2 separate regions of the Ovis aries genome follow, and region 1 is linked to region 2. A link is a contact called in public Hi-C data. All regions are on one chromosome and are shown on one strand. The core of a region is the stretch at or near the end of the contact, and the rest is flanking DNA. Distances in the headings are between cores, read along the strand shown. Region 1 has its middle 630 kb from the start of SALL1. Region 2 has its middle 400 kb from the start of SALL1.

Region 1 (2,700 bases), core at 194-2,693, 230 kb after region 2:
ACTTGCTGAAAACTTTAGACAAGTCTGAAACAAGATTTCAAAACCTGTTCTTTTGTGTAAAAGATAAATTGGGACGTTCAGCCAGTTTCAAAAGTTTAATCAACATTTAAGAAAGAGAAGCCCAAAGTTACTCTGTGCAAGGCAGGCAGCTGTGTGCTTGCTCCGGAGGGCTACAACCCACAATCCTATTTAAGCAAGGAAATGCTCAGCAATTCTAAAATGCTCTGTTCACATCCATACATAAGGCAAAGTCTCCTTCATGCTCCATTCCATCCCTACGTTATCAGTCAGTTAGGATCAATTCTGCAGCTTAGTCCCGCCCAAACCCCCTGGCTTCCCCATCTTCTCATGACTAGTCTGCAGGGCTGGCCATGTTCATGCTGATACCAGGAGATGACAATTAGTCATATCTACCCGTGCTGGTCCATCGAATCCCTGTTGTTTCTAGTCATGTCAAATCCATTATCCCAAACAAAGCTGTGTACATCTCTTTGGATGTACACAGGCTTGCCTTGCTTACTTTGAGAAGGCAGATTTTATGACAACATTAAATACATACTGAGCCTTAACTAATGGGGCCACTTGGCGACGTGGAGCAACAGCACTGATAATTCCTATCACCCTAATCCACGGCTGCTTAACTTGCTTGTGAAAATTCATGGCCTCCTGGATGTGCCCTCAAGATCATCACATCTCCTGTTTTCTCCACAGCTATATATATATGGTCACTGCAGCCAAGTGTTTCCAGCCATCATAGAATGCAACTCCCGTCCTCCCGAGCCCGGCAGCCGGCAACCCGACCGACCCCTTTCCCATCCAAGCCTTTAGTTTCATTGTTTGCCTTCTTGCTTTATTTTTGAGCCTGGTAAAAAGGGCCCCCCCTCCCCCAGCCGTTTACTTAGAAAGAATCTCAGGTGCTCTGTTTACTTACATTTTTCAGCATTTCTTTGTCTTCCAAACCATTCTAGCTCTTAATATGGAAGTTTTACGGGTTATTTTTATCAGAAAATGCAGACCTTGACTAGTTGACGTGAGCAGTTAGGATGGGTTAAGTGTGCTTTGAAACCCTCGATTTCTCCCCGAGAAAGCAATATATGGCATATGGTAACATCTAGAGCCTGGAAACACAGCCAGTAAGAGTCGCGCAGACTAAAGGAAATCACTACTTAATTCCACAAACATTTGTTTCGGTCCAGGAATGGCACTAGAAACTTTGAGCAGCCTGCCCGCTCCAGCGCCGGCCGGCACGCGGGGTCCATACCGTGCGGCACAGCGCCATCTGCTGGTCGGCTCCGCAGCCAGGGGGTGACTCGGAAATCCACCCGAGTCTATTCCCCCGACCTCGGTTCCCGGGGGCTTCCTGCGGCTGGGGAGTTCTGAGTGTACTAAAAAGGCGCGAGAGAGTGAGATGGTGCTGGAGAGAAAAAGCAGGGCTAGAGAAAGTTTCCAAAGACTTATTTAACTTGTAAACGGAGGAAGATTAATACCTCTGGAACCGTCCCCAGACGTCTTGCCAAGGGCACAGGTTTTCAGCTTTAAAGGTGAAGCTGAGTTTATTTGCATCCAAGGCAAAGAGTTGTTTTCCTTCTTCCTCTCTGTCTCTAAAGCAGTGTAGCCTAACCATATTGTCTTCACAGCCGGGCTCTGCGTGCTTCTTTATGGAAGTGAGACAGAATTCAAGCCAACTGTCTGAGTGTCGGGTTCATTCATGTCCTGACAGTGTGCGCGCGCGTGTGTGGGTGTGTGTGCGTGTGTGTGTGTGTGTGTGTAGCAGGGGTGATATTCAGAAGCGCTTTTGGAAACACGGGTTGTTTGCCCATCCATTCCAGAAATCAGTGGAGGGCCCCCTCCCAGGGGCAGAATGTAAGGACTGTGGGAATGCAATCAACACACTTCTGCATGTTTCCACACTGCCTTGAATGGGATCCCAGACTCCAGGAAACTCATCTCTGATAGACTGTAAAAGACCCAAACTAAATGGACCGAAGAGGTGGTCATTATTCTTCAGGGAGGGCCCTCTCTGTAACACAGGGTAAAGCACTATCTGCAATTATTTTTTAAGGCTACTTTGGAAATCTTATTATTCTCACTCCACTTCCAGCTACCAAGCCTTGTGCTAACTGCGATTTCCATCCTGCAGCGCTGACTTTCAGTGTCTCCCTCCCTTCCCTCTCCTTTGCTCTGTCTGTCTCCATCCCCGGAAACTTGTTCCAGACAAAAGCAGGTTGGGGAGGCTGCCATGTCCACATCACCTAGAGAGAAAGAGGAGGCCCGTGACCATCCCTGAATACCTCTAAGGGATGGTTTGCTTAGGCCCCTGTTGTGGGGATTCTCTGGTCCTCAGTGTATGATGGCATGGAGCAAGGATTAACTGTAACTGCTTCTGTGTACAGAAAGGACTAGAAATGATCTCTTTTCGCCTGCTCTCTCTGGGGTGTTAGGCATAACACTGCCAATGAATGAGACAGTTTGGGACAGAGTGCCCTACACCCTCTGTAGCCATAGGAGGGGCCTATGCCATTAGGAAAGGCAGCTGTTTTCTCAGGGGCTACCTCTCAAAGTGAAGCAATGTTTTAAAATCACTGTTCCTCCAGATGCTGTGACCCATTCCTTGGCAGACTGGACATAGGCTGGTGTTTTCAGGGAACTGCTTCCCTCCCTCTTTCCCTGCCCTCCACATCTTAGCAAGCCCACTCTCTC
Region 2 (2,700 bases), core at 174-2,673:
GTATAGCACAGGGAACTCTACTCAGTTCTCTGTAATGACCTATATGGGAACAGAATTTAAAAAGAGTGGATACATGTATATGTGTAACTGATTCACTTAGCTGTGCATCTAAAACAATGTTGTAAGTCAATGATACTCCCATAAATTTTTTTTGAAATAAAAAATAAATTTAAAGCTATCATTAGCAATTACGCCTTGAAAATTGTTTCTTTTAGTGACAAAGCGAGCACACCAAACAGAAACCTGTCAGGCGCTACCACTGTACCAGTTAATGCCCAGAGGCCCTGAGTGAGCGTCACATGTTCACAGGGAAGTCAGTGGAGGTTAAGGACACAAACATGCAGCGTCTCTGAGGACAGGAGGAGGCGAGAGACAGCGATGACTCAGGACGTGCTAGTTATCTAGAATATGGACTCCTCTGTAGGCAGTTTTTTTTGTTTGCTTGTTTCTTCCTTCCTCGTTGGATGATAGGGGCTGGTGAGTGTTAGTTGCTCAGCTGTGTAGGGACGGTAGACCACCAGACTCCTCTGTCCATGGGATTCTCCAGGCAAGAATACTGGAGAGGGTTGCCATTTCCTTCTCCAAGGCATCTTCCCAACCCAGGGATCAAACCCAGGTCTCCCACGTTTCAGGAAAATTCTTTACTGTTTGAGCCACCAGGGAAGCCAATAGAGGCTGGGGGTTGGGGAGGAGGTTTGCAAAAGACCAAGTGGAAGCGATGCCTCGTGTATCAGCATCACGGAAAAGCCTATATTATAGCCAGCTGTGGCTAAAGTGCTCCATGGGTCACACCCATGAAAAGGACATGACATCAGTTCTCTGAACAATGGCTCAGGGCGCTAATACCAACATTGGAAGAGCTGCAACTTTAGACTCTGGGTCTATGCACAAGTTCCCAAAGGCAGGCTAGGAAATCATTTTATCAACAAAACTTTCCATCCCAAAGGGTATGAGTCATTCTCCTAGTTTTTACCGCATGTTATCTAGGGAATCATGATACTTGAAAATCCTGAAAAATTCCATTGCGATTGTCTGTCTCTCAGGAAGAAGGCAGGGGAAATGGCAGAATCTCAGCAGAAACTAAGGCTACTGTTATCCTATTAGGCTGCACCCAAAGGATTTTGTCTCATTTCCCCTCCTGTTGCAAATCTCCCAGGCACTGGACCTGAGAGGTGTCTTCTCTGAGCTTCCTGTTCTGGCAAGAAGTTGGAGAAGACTTTAGAAATCAGGTGAGTCTCTCAGTTCTACATGCCATTCATTACAACTGATCCCAATGATCCCAGGCGGATCGTAGGCTTTGATGAGGAACTGAGGCACTGGGCACTTGCCAGCTGCTCATTTTAGTGGTGAAGACACGGAGTCAGAGAGAAGTGACTGGCTCCGTATTTATATGGGGAGATCGTGGAGAACACTTCACGGAAGCCAGGTGACCCCTCAGCCAGAGCTGTGCCTTCCTAGTCATTTCTGGTGTGTGACTCATGGTGAGAGCGAATCCTTGGACTCTGCCCTCCCAGGGCTTCTTTCCAGCAAATGTCAGTTTCGGGTTTTGAGGAATGAAGGGAGAATTCCAAGAAATCAAATGTTTGTAAACTAGAGGACTTTGTGTTGTTTCTAGCTTAACCCCTCACTCACCAGTTCCATTTAAACAGATAGCAGAGCGAGACCTAATGGAACATTTTGAAGTGAGTCAGCTAGAGTGAGCGAGAAAAAAATCCTTATAGTCATAATATTGATGGTGGAAAAAGTTCTCAACAGGTCTAGCACATGTGAGTTTTGCCTTATTCTACCTGTGTGGCTGCCGTAACACCTTAGAGGGATCTAAGAGATGACATTCTATCTTACCCAGCACATTCATGTGAAAACTGCTATTAGTACATCAAGACTCTCTGCTTACAAGGAATAGCTTGAGACCAGCTCAAGCAGAATGGAGACAGTACTGAACAGATACAAGGGTCTCTTCCAGAACAAGAAATACAAAAGAATCAGGATATTGCAAATCAGGGACAGAAGTGCTTCCATCTTTTCTTCCAGGGTACCATGATGTCTTACTTTTGTTTCTCTTTATGTCCCTTCTTTATTCTTTCCTGTTTCTATCAGGTGGTACTCTCAGTCACAAAGAAGAGAAATTTTAGCTGTTATCAGGAGGGCAATATGACCTTACCACTTTTTCTTTCCTTTTTTCTTTTATCAAAATATAGTTGATTTACAATGTTGTGCTAGTTTCAGGCGTATGGCACTGTGATTCAGTTTTATGTGTGTGTGTGTATACATACATACATACATATATATATATATATATATACACACATACTCAGTCATGTTGTACACTTTGCGGCCCTTTGGGCTGTAGCCTGCCAGGCTCCTCTGTCCATAGGATTTCCCAGGTGAGAATACTGGAGTGGATTGCCATTTCCTTCTCCAAGATATCTTCCTGACCCAGGAATCAAACCCATGTCTCCTGCATCTCCCTCACTGCAGGGGGATTCTTTACCCCCTGAGCCATCAGGGAAGCCCACACATATATATGAATTCGTTTTCAGATTCTTTTCCCTTATAGAATATTGAGTATAGTTTTTGGTGCTACACAAGTTGGTCCTTGTTGTTCACCTACTTTATATATAGGAGTGTGTATATGTTAACCCCAAACTCCTAATTTATCTCTCCCCACCTACAAATAAGATCAATTTTAGCTGTACTGGG

Evidence for each region. Hi-C and Micro-C count contacts between places; a contact is called where the count stands out from the background.
Region 1: a contact with region 2 is called in a Hi-C map of liver, with 7 times the contacts expected there. The contact joins two enhancer-like sites. A contact is called at or near these places in 2 of 16 Hi-C or Micro-C datasets (hypothalamus and liver).

What each region holds. Positions count from the first base shown.
Region 1 is chr14:19,708,133-19,710,832 of ARS-UI_Ramb_v3.0, forward strand. No RefSeq gene overlaps it. Among named protein-coding and RNA genes, the nearest start is that of SALL1, 630 kb to the left of the region's middle. Within about 2 kb of position 1,444, at least 9 of the 54 cell types and tissues checked have an H3K27ac peak or open chromatin away from gene starts, as enhancers often do. A contact at or near this core is called in liver, where this site is marked.
Region 2 is chr14:19,478,673-19,481,372 of ARS-UI_Ramb_v3.0, forward strand. No RefSeq gene overlaps it. Among named protein-coding and RNA genes, the nearest start is that of SALL1, 400 kb to the left of the region's middle. Within about 2 kb of position 1,424, at least 1 of the 54 cell types and tissues checked has an H3K27ac peak or open chromatin away from gene starts, as enhancers often do. A contact at or near this core is called in liver, where this site is marked.